2 separate regions of the Hordeum vulgare genome follow, and region 1 is linked to region 2. The links are chromatin contacts, called in public Hi-C maps. All regions are on one chromosome and are shown on one strand. The core of a region is the stretch at or near the end of the contact, and the rest is flanking DNA. Distances in the headings are between cores, read along the strand shown.

Region 1 (5,288 bases), core at 2,705-5,204, 590 kb after region 2:
GGGGAATTTGATCGAGCGGTAGAAGTGGATGTGCGGGAGGGGTAAACAGGGTGATAGAAAAAATGCAAACTGTTAGGTGGTTGTCACGTGCGGCTCGAGCGGCCCGCAACTCGTTCAGATATGAAAAAAATGCAGGACACCAAATACATTTCTTAAAGGGATTAGCTAGAACTCGTCTAGTTGAGACATAACTATGGTCTCATTCACCTCACAAGATGTCATAGTAATATTCCATTTGTGTTTTCTTTGTAGGTTACCCTAATGTGTTTTCTTGTCTCTTTTCCTTAGAAGTTTTTCTTGTATCTTTTCTTTGAAGTTTTTCTATTCTCATTTTCTAGGTGTAACTTTTCGTGTTGTGCGGCAAGAGGCCTGAGCAGAACTACTAGTTATTACTGCAACGATGAATAGGAGGAGAACTACTAATTGTTTGTAGCAATGGTGAAGCTAGGTGGAACTTGTAGGAAAAAGTGTATTAGGAACAATTAACACCAGGAATCGATTAACCATGAATTTCGCTGATTTTGTCAGTTCAATTTTTCTATAACACGTTGGCAAAATGGTGTCTCAAGTAAACTAATAGAGCTATATCAATTTCATGTTGCACCATTTCCCCATAAACCATGTGACTTTTTATTTTGGTAATCATTTACTGATTTTGAAATGTTCACGTATTTCGAAAATATTCTTAAATTTTAGAAAATGATTATGAATTCAAAAAAAATGTCGACGACCTTTACAAATTGTAAATATTAAAAAAATCATGAATTTCTAAAAATCATGAATTTGGGGAAGAATCACAAGTTTTTGAAAAATAAAATGGGTATGAAAAAAGGGAAAACAAAATATGGGACTCCCCTTGACATACGTGCACTTGTGATATGCCTTGAAAACATCCAAATGTGACCCCATTAAAAACTTACGGTTGCAATCCCTCTTGAACAACATGTAACTGAGATCCCGTCTTAAAAGCATGCAATTGCAACCCCTTATTGAAACATGCATTTGTGACCCCTGTTCAAATATGAAGTTGCGAGTCCGCCTTAAAAGCATTTAGTTGTGACCCCTCTTCAAAACATGCAGTTGTGACCCGCCTTAAAAACATGCAGTTAGGATTCCGCTTTGAAAACATGTAATTGTGACCCCCCCCTTGAAACATGCAGTTGTTATCCAAGCTTAAAAACATTCATTTGCGACCCCTCTTGAAAACATGCAGTTGCGCCTAATCTTAAAAACATGCAGTTTCGACCCACCTTGAGAAACATGTAGTTGCGCCCCCTCTTAAAAACATGCAGCTGCGGACCCTCTTGAAAAACATGCAGTTGCACCCCCTCTTGAGAAACATGCAGTTGCGACCCCCCCCCCCCCCCCAATTGATGCATGCAGTTGCGACCCCCTGTTGAAACATGAAGTTGCAACTCCCCCTTAAAAACATTTAGTCGCGACCCCTCTTCAAAACATGTTGTTGTGACCCGCCCTAAAAACATGCAGTTAGGACCGCTTTCCAAACATGTAGTTGCGACCCACCATTGAAACATGTAGTTGCGATCCCTCTTGAAAACATGTAGTTGTGGTCCGTCTTAAAAACTTGCAGTTCCGACCCACCTTGAGAAACATGTAGTTGTGCCCCGTCTTTAAAACATACGGCTGCAGACCCTCTTGAAAAACATGTAGTTGCAGTCCCTCTTAAGAAACATGCAATTGCGACCCCTATTAAAACATGGAGTTGCGACCCCCAACAACTTCGCCTTAAAAACATTCAGTTGTGACCCCTCTTCAAAACATGGAGTTGTGTCTCGTCTTAAAAACATGTAATTCGGAATTTGCTTTGAAAACATGTAATTGTGTCCCCCCCCTTGAAACATGCAGTTGCGACCCAAGCTTAAAAACATTCATTTGCGAACCCTCTTGAGAGCATGCAGTTGTGGCCCGTCCTAAAAACATATAGTTTTGACCCACCTTGAGAAACATGTAGTTGCGCCCTCCTCTTAAAAACACGGAGTTGTGGTCCCTCTTAAAGAACATGGAGTTGTAGCCCCTCTTGAGAAACATGCAGTTGCGACCCCGTCTTTCACGACCCATCTTGAAACACATGCAGTTGCGGTCCCTCTTAAAAAATATGCAGTTGCAACCCTGTCTTGAAAACATGAAGTTGCGACCCTGCATTAAGAACATGTAGTTGTGGCCCATCTTAAAATATGCACTTCCGACCTCTCTTGAAAACATGCAATTTCAATGAAGTTATAACGCTTGCAGCTGCATGTATAGCGATGGACTTGCAAGTGGCCCACAACTCCCCCTTGAGACCACACTTGTGACTCCTTATTCTCAATCTCAACTTCATTATTATGTTGACAGTATGAATTTAAAATAAATAAATTATAAATACATTTTTTAAACTAAACCCTAAGCAATCAATTTGGAATCTCAAATAACAAATGAATATTAAGCTAAAACATACTGAATATACAAAATTAAGAAGAGTAAAAATATTGAAACATTGTTCTACTATACATAGTAAACTAAGAAAAAAAATCCGAAAGCAAAAAAAACACAATAATTAATCACGAGAAAAAGGTAAAAATAAGTCATTACAAAGAGCTCATCCCTCATGTGCAAAAAAGAAAGAAAACTGCTTATGCGTGAAAGCAATAGTAAACAAATAACAAAACATGCAAAAGGCTAGGGTAAAAGAAGAAGAAATCCCACGTAGCTCAGCTCATGCAAATAAGCAAAAGTAACTCGTGGCTCGTTTCTAGGCTCGTAGAAATGTTATGGGTACAACTCACGTACATAGGCTGCCCCTTGTAGAGACGAGGCTCACACCCATCGCTTGCACGATAACGAACAAAAGTCATCACAAATCTTATCATGACAATTGAAGAGCTAGAAAAGTGATTGAGACCATAGTTAAAACTCAGCTAGCTGAGTTTCAGCAAAATCGCATTTTTTGACTAAAAAAACTCACGGGAAAAACACTTACATCTACACGGGATGCTTGGTTTTGATGTCGTCAGAACAGAACATAACAGAAACAAGAGAAAACAAAAGATTAGTAAAAAGAACAAAGGACTAAAACACAAAAAAGAAAAACGGAAAAGAAAGGGAAAAGTGAAATAAAAAATGGAAAAGAACAAAAACAGTGAAAAAACAAAGGGGCCTCCTACGCGTCGGTCGGCCGATCTTTCAAAAAAGATCCGTCGCCTAACGAGCAGTCAGATCTAACAATCCTATCATGCAACGGATGTCTTATTATGAAAACATTTACAACAGAGATTATGTTGCGGGTTTTTTACTATATGGTCATGTTAGCGGATCTTTTTTTGCAACATGGGTCTTGTTGCGGATTTTTTTGCAACATCGGTCGTGTTAGGGATTTTTTTCAACATGGATGCTGTTGCCGGATTTGTTTTTACAACATGCATTGTGTTATACTCCCTCCATTCCTAAATATAAGTCTTTCTAGGGATTCTACTAGAGGACTACATACGGATGTATATAGACAAACTTTAGAGTGTAGATTCATTCATTTTGCTTCGTACGTAATCACCTAGTGAAATCTCTTAAAAGACTTATATTTAGGAACGGAGGGAGTAGATTATTATTTTTAACATAGATTGTGTTGCATGATTTATTTTTACAACATGAGCATCTCCGGTATCTAGCATTTGGATGGTTTGCAACAAAAAACTAGTTACAGAATCTCTTTTTAAAACCATGGACCACTTGCACAAAAATTTCCCAAAAACTAATAAAATGCTGAAAAGATGACCAAAATAGAAAATGCATGGTCCAGAAAGTGTACACATAAAGGAGAAATAAAGTAAGGCCGTTTCCAAAAATCAAAACATGGCGGGAGGTGACTGGCCCGGACAGGCTACCATCGTGATAATAAACGGAAGAACCCAAAACAGGCCGTCACGGACCTGAGACATCGCTGCTCCAATATCGGCACAATATGAGGCGCACTTTCTTAGGAATAACTTATTTGCCGCTCTGTGAAGCGGTGTCGGGCTTCGCACAGAGCGGGGACGGGAGCGATTTTTAAATGGGCTGATCCATTGGGTTGTCGCGTTCCGGTTTTGGGATCCTGTCGATTTGAGAAACTTTTAGAACGTCCCCTGAACAGGTTTTTTTCTTTTTCTTTTTCTTTACTTTTTTCTTTATTCTTTTTACTTCTTTTCTCTTGCTGTTTCGAAAAATGTTCTAGTTTTCGAAAGATGTTTTGGATACTCAATAAATGTTCAGTATTTTCAGAAAAATGTTCTCTATTTTAAAACAATGTTCTATATTTTTTAAAAATTGTTCTGCGTTTTAATTTTTTTTCTTAAGATTCAAATTTGTTTTCGGTTTCAAAATTTATTCTTAGGATAAAGAAAATTTCGTGTTTTAGAAAATTGTTTGCGGTTCCAAATTTGTTTGGGATTTTCAAAATTGTTCTCTATTTCAAAAACAAATCTTCAGTTTCATACAATGTTCGTGCTTCCAAATTTGTTACGGAATTTTCAAAATTATTCTCGGTTACAAAATTTGTACTCAAGATTCAAAAAATGTTCGTGCTTTATTTTTTTTTCACTCCTTCAAATTGGTTCGGTGTTTTTCAAAACTGTTCTCTATTTCAAAATTTAGTTCTCAAGATTCAAAAAAAGTTTGTGCTTTAAAAAATTGTTGGCGCTTTCAAATTTGTTTGGGTTTTTTCAAAGTTCTTTTCTGTTTCGAAATTTTCTTATCATGATTCAAAAAAAATCTTGCTTTACAAAATTGTTCGCGCTTCCAAATTTGTTCAGGATTTTCCAAAATTATTCTCCGTTTCAAAATGTTGTTCTCAAGATTCAAAAAAAGTTTGTGCTTTAAAAAATTGTTCGTGCTTCCAAATGTTTTCAGGACTTTTCAAAATTATTCTTGGTTTCTAAATTTGTTCTCAAGATTTCAGAAATGTTCATGCTTTAAAAATTTGTTCACTCTTTCAACTTGTTTGGGGTTTTTCAAATTTGTTCACCATTTCAAAATTTAGTTCTCAAGATTCAAAAAAATATTCGTGCTTGAAAAAAATATTTGCGCTTACAAATTTGTCTTGGGTTTTTAAAAACCATTCCTCGTTTCAAAATTTTGTTCTCAAGATTCGAAAAATGTTTGTGCTTTAGAAAATTGTTCGCCCTTCCAAATTATTCAGGATTTTTGAAAATTGTTCTTGGGTTCAAAATTTGTCTGAAGATTCAAAAAATATCCGTGCTTTAAAAATTTGTTCACCCTTTCAATTTTTTTCAGGGTTTTTCAAAATTGTTCTCTGT
Region 2 (5,286 bases), core at 1,975-4,474:
AATATTGCAATACTCAACCAACAGAAGGCTATGAACACTGAATGAAACTCTTATGCAAAAACAACTCCAAAAAAACTACTCCCTCCAATAAAGTTGTATTAAGTGTCTGTCAGTTAATATGGACCGCAGGGAGTACCTTACTTATGTACTAAGAGCATCTACAACCGGACCCCCCACTCCCCCCACACCCCCTAAACACCCGGGCGTACAACCAGGACACCGCCCGGACCAAATTTAGCCACTCAACTGGAACCCTCAAACACAGCCCAAACATCCGGCACCCTTATCCAGCCCATATGTGGGGCGGAATATGGGGAGGTCCGGACGCAGCAGCCATGTAGGATCAGGCCCACCCCGACCCCACTAAAACTCCACCCGGACCAAACCCTAGCCACTAGATGCTTCCACTCTCCTCACAGTCTCCTCGTCCGCTCCACTTCCCCGTCTTCCCCCTTCCCTCACCCGAATTTGGCTGGATCCGGCAGCGGCTCCTCGTTCGCTGCTGACACCGTGGATGTGGGAGTTTGGGACGCCCTGCGACGGAATCGGACGAGGAGCTCGCAATCCTTGTGGCCCTCGATCTATGAACTATGCTATGTTCAATTTATGTGCGTGCAATTTTGATCACGTTGCATGGGGTTGCATGGATTTGTGGGTTCGGATATGACGGGGACAACTGCGGACGCAGACAAATGATGGGTGATTGGGTCTGCGGACGTACATGTCCACAGACATATAGAGGGTCAAATTAGGGCACTGTGGTCGTAGATGCTCTAAATGCTGTAGTGCTCTCAAACCGTATCTGAGCACAAAAACATTTCAAGTTCTCGATAGAAAGAAATATAGTTGTACTCTTCAGGTTAAGTTTCAAAGCATCTCACTCCTAATAAATAAGAAGTTCAATGAAATATGGCAGTTTGACTTTTAAGATGTATAAAGCCAGTTCTAAGGAAAATATCTGTCACGATATGCACATGAATTCACTTTCGTCACGGCTGAATACTCAGCTGTGCTGAAGACGTTTCAATGTCTGCTGAATAAGAACAAAAAAAATCTAGAAAGAAATTTTGGACTGCGCCTCTATTTACACCTAAACGATTAAAAGCTCTTCAGGAAATACTTTTAGACTACATGACAAATCCTATTTAGATATTGTATTCATCCTGTATTTTCTGTTAGTGCATTTGATCATATAGCTGACCCCCTTCATGCAATACTAGAACAACGTAGCCTGGGCTTACTACAATTTAAGGCATTAAAAATACAATGCCGGGTAACCAGAAACCGTGCGATTGGCCTGTCTCCTGTGACATAATGGTTGGGGGGGAACAGAACACCAAAACAGATCCCTCTCCGGTGAGTAGTGAATTGACACCTGTAGTAAAGTTCAGCCTAATGCTCCCTCCCCCTAAAGCTTTGACACTCGTCAATTGCACAAGAACAGGCCGAGTGTTTTATGGGATTTAGGGGCACAAGGCCACCTCGAGACCAACCAAAAGGGGAAGATAATCATATCAAATTAGCCAATGGGCAAGCATCCCAGCCTTAAACAAAGGCCTAAAAACACAAGCAGCCAAAAAGCAAAGGAAACGTATGCATTTGGAGAGTTCATCACCTACCATCCAAAAGAAGCGCTGCATTGCACAGCCATTGATCAGTTCTTGCCCTTCTCCTTCATGTCGGAGTGCCTGAACCCCTCCCAGAGCTGCAATGCGGCCGCCGCGCCGAAGTGGCTCTCCGCTGTGGTGGGGGAGGCCACCGCGACGGCTGGGCTGAACAAGAAGGGTATGTGCGGAGCATCCAGTGGAGTAGACAGCCTCTGGAGCTGCTGCTGCTGGTGGTGGCCGGAGAGGTGCGGCTGCGAATTGGACTGAAGGGTCCCCCTGGTGTTGTTGACACCCACAAGACCCGAGGACATGGAGAAGTTGAGATTGTAGTCTACTGACGGAGCCGACGTTGCCGCCGCATGGACGGGCATGTAGTGGTCTTGCGAGAAGGAGAAGTGCGGCATCTCCGTCTGCGGCTCGCCGCCAGCTGATAAGCTGAAGTGCTGCCCCGGGGCCATGGCGACGGGCGCAATGTTGCCAAGGTGCGGGGCCGGGGAGGCGAAGGTGTGCAGCATCCCGTGCCCGGATTTCCGGGGCTGGGCGAAGCCGAGGTAGTCCGCGGTGGCAGACGCGGTCATCTGGTGCCACGAGTTGTGGTGCTTGTGCTGAGCAGCGGCTGGGGTAGCGGCCGCCAATCCAGTGAGCAGCTCGGTGAAGGAAGCGGCCTGCGCCGAGGGGGCGCGGGTGGCCGAGTCGTCTCCGGCCTCCTTGTCCTTCACAGAGGCGCTCCGGTCACGCGCGCGCTCCCTGGCCTTGACTCGGCTGTCGGAGCGAGAGAGCGAGAGGACGGAGCCCTTGCTGGTCTCGGACGTGCTGCTGCAGGCCGATCTGGTGAGCTGCTGCTGCTGAGGCTGCGAGCCGTGGGCCTCCGGTTGAAGAGCTGAAGACTGTTTGTTGGCTGAGGCCGGGTGGTTGGGGAAGGCGGCGGCCTCGAGCTCTGGGAGCTTGTCGATTGCGGCGGCGGCTGCCTTGATGAGCCACTCGACGGCCTTGCTGGGCTGGTCGTAGCCAAGGCGATCCTGCAGGTCGTAGAACTGGATGGCGGTGGCGACGGAGAGGCGGACGCGGCGGTCGCGGATGCCCTTGGCCGTGTAGACCTTGCTGTGGCGGTCCTTGCCGCCGGAGCCGCGCGAGACGCGGTAGATCCGCGAGGAGGGGTGCTGCTGGTGCGGCGGCCACGGCACGAGCGCCAGCCGCTTGGCGTCCCCGTGGCCCTGGTCCTGGTCCTGGTCCTCGGTGCGGCCCCGCTTGCCGAGCTCGACGGCGGCGGCGACGCTGAGGTCCATCCCGATGTGAATTGGTCCGCCGGCAAGCCGCCGCCAGTGCCTCTCATGCCCTACCCAGAGCGCATTGGTAACGGAATTAAGCCAGGCCGCCTGGCGCGGGGAGGCGGGGAGTGGGAAGCGAGCGCGTGGGGAGGTGGGGCGCAGATCTGCGCCCGATCCCGTGTGCGCCCTGGGGCGATGGAGCGGAGCGGAGTGGAGTGGAGTGGAGTGGAGGGAGCACGGCGCGGCGAGGGAGGGAGAGAGGGGAGGTGGAGTGTGAGTAGGACGAGACGATGGAGGGAGGGAGGGAGGGAGGGAAAGGTCTCCCGATTTTATGAGGGAGGGAGAAGGGAGGTGAGGTGTGCGGAACGAGGCGGATCATTCTATCGGCCACACCAGTAGCGAGTAGCCCGTCACTCTCGCGCCGCGCCGCTGCGTCATCGGGCTAGTCGGCTGCGGCTGCCTACCCGGCCGCCGCCGTAGCAGCAGCGGGGGCGCGTCGCATCGAATCGAATCGGCACGGCACATACGTACATCCTCGCGACGGATCCATGTCCATCCATCCGTCAATCCATGTCCGATGGCAACTGGCTCGCTCGCTCGCTCGCTCGCTGTCAGACCTTCATCACGGCGACGACGCCCTCCAACCGGTCCAAGGTCTCTCTCCGCTCCGCGCCGCCGTCACTCGAACAAACAAACGTTAGCCGTATCCAAGAAATGCCCATGACGTCTCTGTCGCGAGGCCTTCCACACCATCTCTCTCCAAAAGGCCCATGACCAACTTTAATAACTACTATCCGTTCTTAAATTTTATTTTTTTAAGTTTTACTAACTGATTACATATTTTAGATTATAGATTCATTCATTTTGTTTCGTATGTAGTCCTATAGTAAAATCTTTAAAAAAAGACTTATATTTAGGGACGGAAGGAGTAATCATGAAATATAAGTTATATGGAGCAAAAATAATGTCATTGCATAGTAGGAGTACATTCAAATACGAATGCAACAATATAATTTCTTTACATGCACTAGCATTTTACTAGTAAAATATGTGATGAAACTTTGAATCAAAATACGATGGGAACTAATAAATCCACACAAAGGTAGTAGGTTACATGGTCATGATTCATTTGTTTTGACGAGGCAAATCAAGCATCATGGTGAAGTCATTGTTGAGATTGTTATTTTAGTAATCATCGTAGCATCGAGATTGGATCGATCACAAAATAGTGCGATGGGGGTAGATGAGTTGTTGGAGTAGTTGGTTTCGTCGAACATTACAACGAGGAAAATAACCACTTGATGACGAAGCATCGATGAAGATGAGGTACTCGACCCCAATTGAAAGCAGGTCGGTGTGGTAACATGACACGACAAGGGACAAACCCTCATCAAAAAGGGTTCTCTAGCAAACCAATTCATCATTCATATCATAGTTAGGCCACATGCGCCTTACGGAAACATGGGAGGATCAACCTCACACATCGAAAACCTTCATAACACATGCACAAACAAAGCCTTAGTTTTGCTTCTCTTGGCTCTTGCTCTCCTCCTAAATTACACGACAAGTAATCGGACATGGATGAAGGGGCGGGAACAATTATATTTCCTGAAAACAATTAGCATTGTGCGAAACACCCATGATAGTTAGTGAATTATATTTCCAAGAACTTGTTGAGATCGGACAAACCTAGGGAAGAGTTTACCTAATTATTATTATATGAGAGTCCTTTCACTATTAGCCTTGTTTGTCAAAGAATCCGAGTACATAAATATGTATGGTCATAGTTGCAAGATGCTGGAAAATCCTCTATAACATTAAGCTCCATAGTTTTAAACAACTCACGTTCAATTGAGATCTTTAATTGAAATTCGGTGACCCAATTTTGACGAGGTCAATAATTTTTCAAAGCTCTCTCGTTTAATTATTTTATATTATACACTATGCTTTCTAATTTTTAAGGCCTCTCAATTATTTAAGGTATTTAATTTACAATTGGGTCACTCGATTTTGACCGAGTCAACAATTTATCAAGTTATCTCATTCAATTGTTTAAATACACTATGTTCCCTAATTACGAATCCCTTTCTTACAATTGAGTTATCCAAATTTGGATTTGGTTTACAATTTTGACCGTGCCAACGATTTTTCAAGTCAATCATCAGCAACCGGCTTACAAGAACATATCAATCCAGCACACCCTCCCACCATCTAAAATACAGAAGCGTCGTTATTTGATATTGTAGCACCAATATAGTACCTGCAATCAGCGATGCAGAAATTTACCCACTTAAGTATATGTTGGTAAGTGAATAGCACAAATTTACCCACATAAGTATATGTTGGTAAGTGAATGGCACAAAATTACACCATGAAAGCCCACCAAATCACCACATTATTAATAAAAATGA

The links. A called contact is a pair of places that touch in the nucleus more often than the background predicts.
Region 1: a contact with region 2 is called in a Hi-C map of leaf, with 3 times the contacts expected there. The contact joins the enhancer-like site here to the promoter of LOC123426259 in region 2. A contact is called at or near these places in 3 of 6 Hi-C or Micro-C datasets (leaf and seedling) and 1 of 1 datasets of contacts at active chromatin or transcription factors (embryo).

The regions. Positions count from the first base shown.
Region 1 is chr2H:353,166,472-353,171,759 of MorexV3_pseudomolecules_assembly, forward strand. No RefSeq gene overlaps it. Among protein-coding and RNA genes, the nearest start is that of LOC123430075, 33 kb to the right of the region's middle. Within about 2 kb of position 3,955, at least 2 of the 3 cell types and tissues checked have open chromatin away from gene starts, as enhancers often do. A contact at or near this core is called in leaf, where this site is marked.
Region 2 is chr2H:352,573,853-352,579,138 of MorexV3_pseudomolecules_assembly, forward strand. It overlaps LOC123426259 (transcription factor PCF6-like), which reads right to left and starts at 3,225. Exons shown (of 2, transcript XM_045110058.1): 1 at 1,620-3,225. The coding sequence starts at 2,893. The coding sequence ends at 1,655.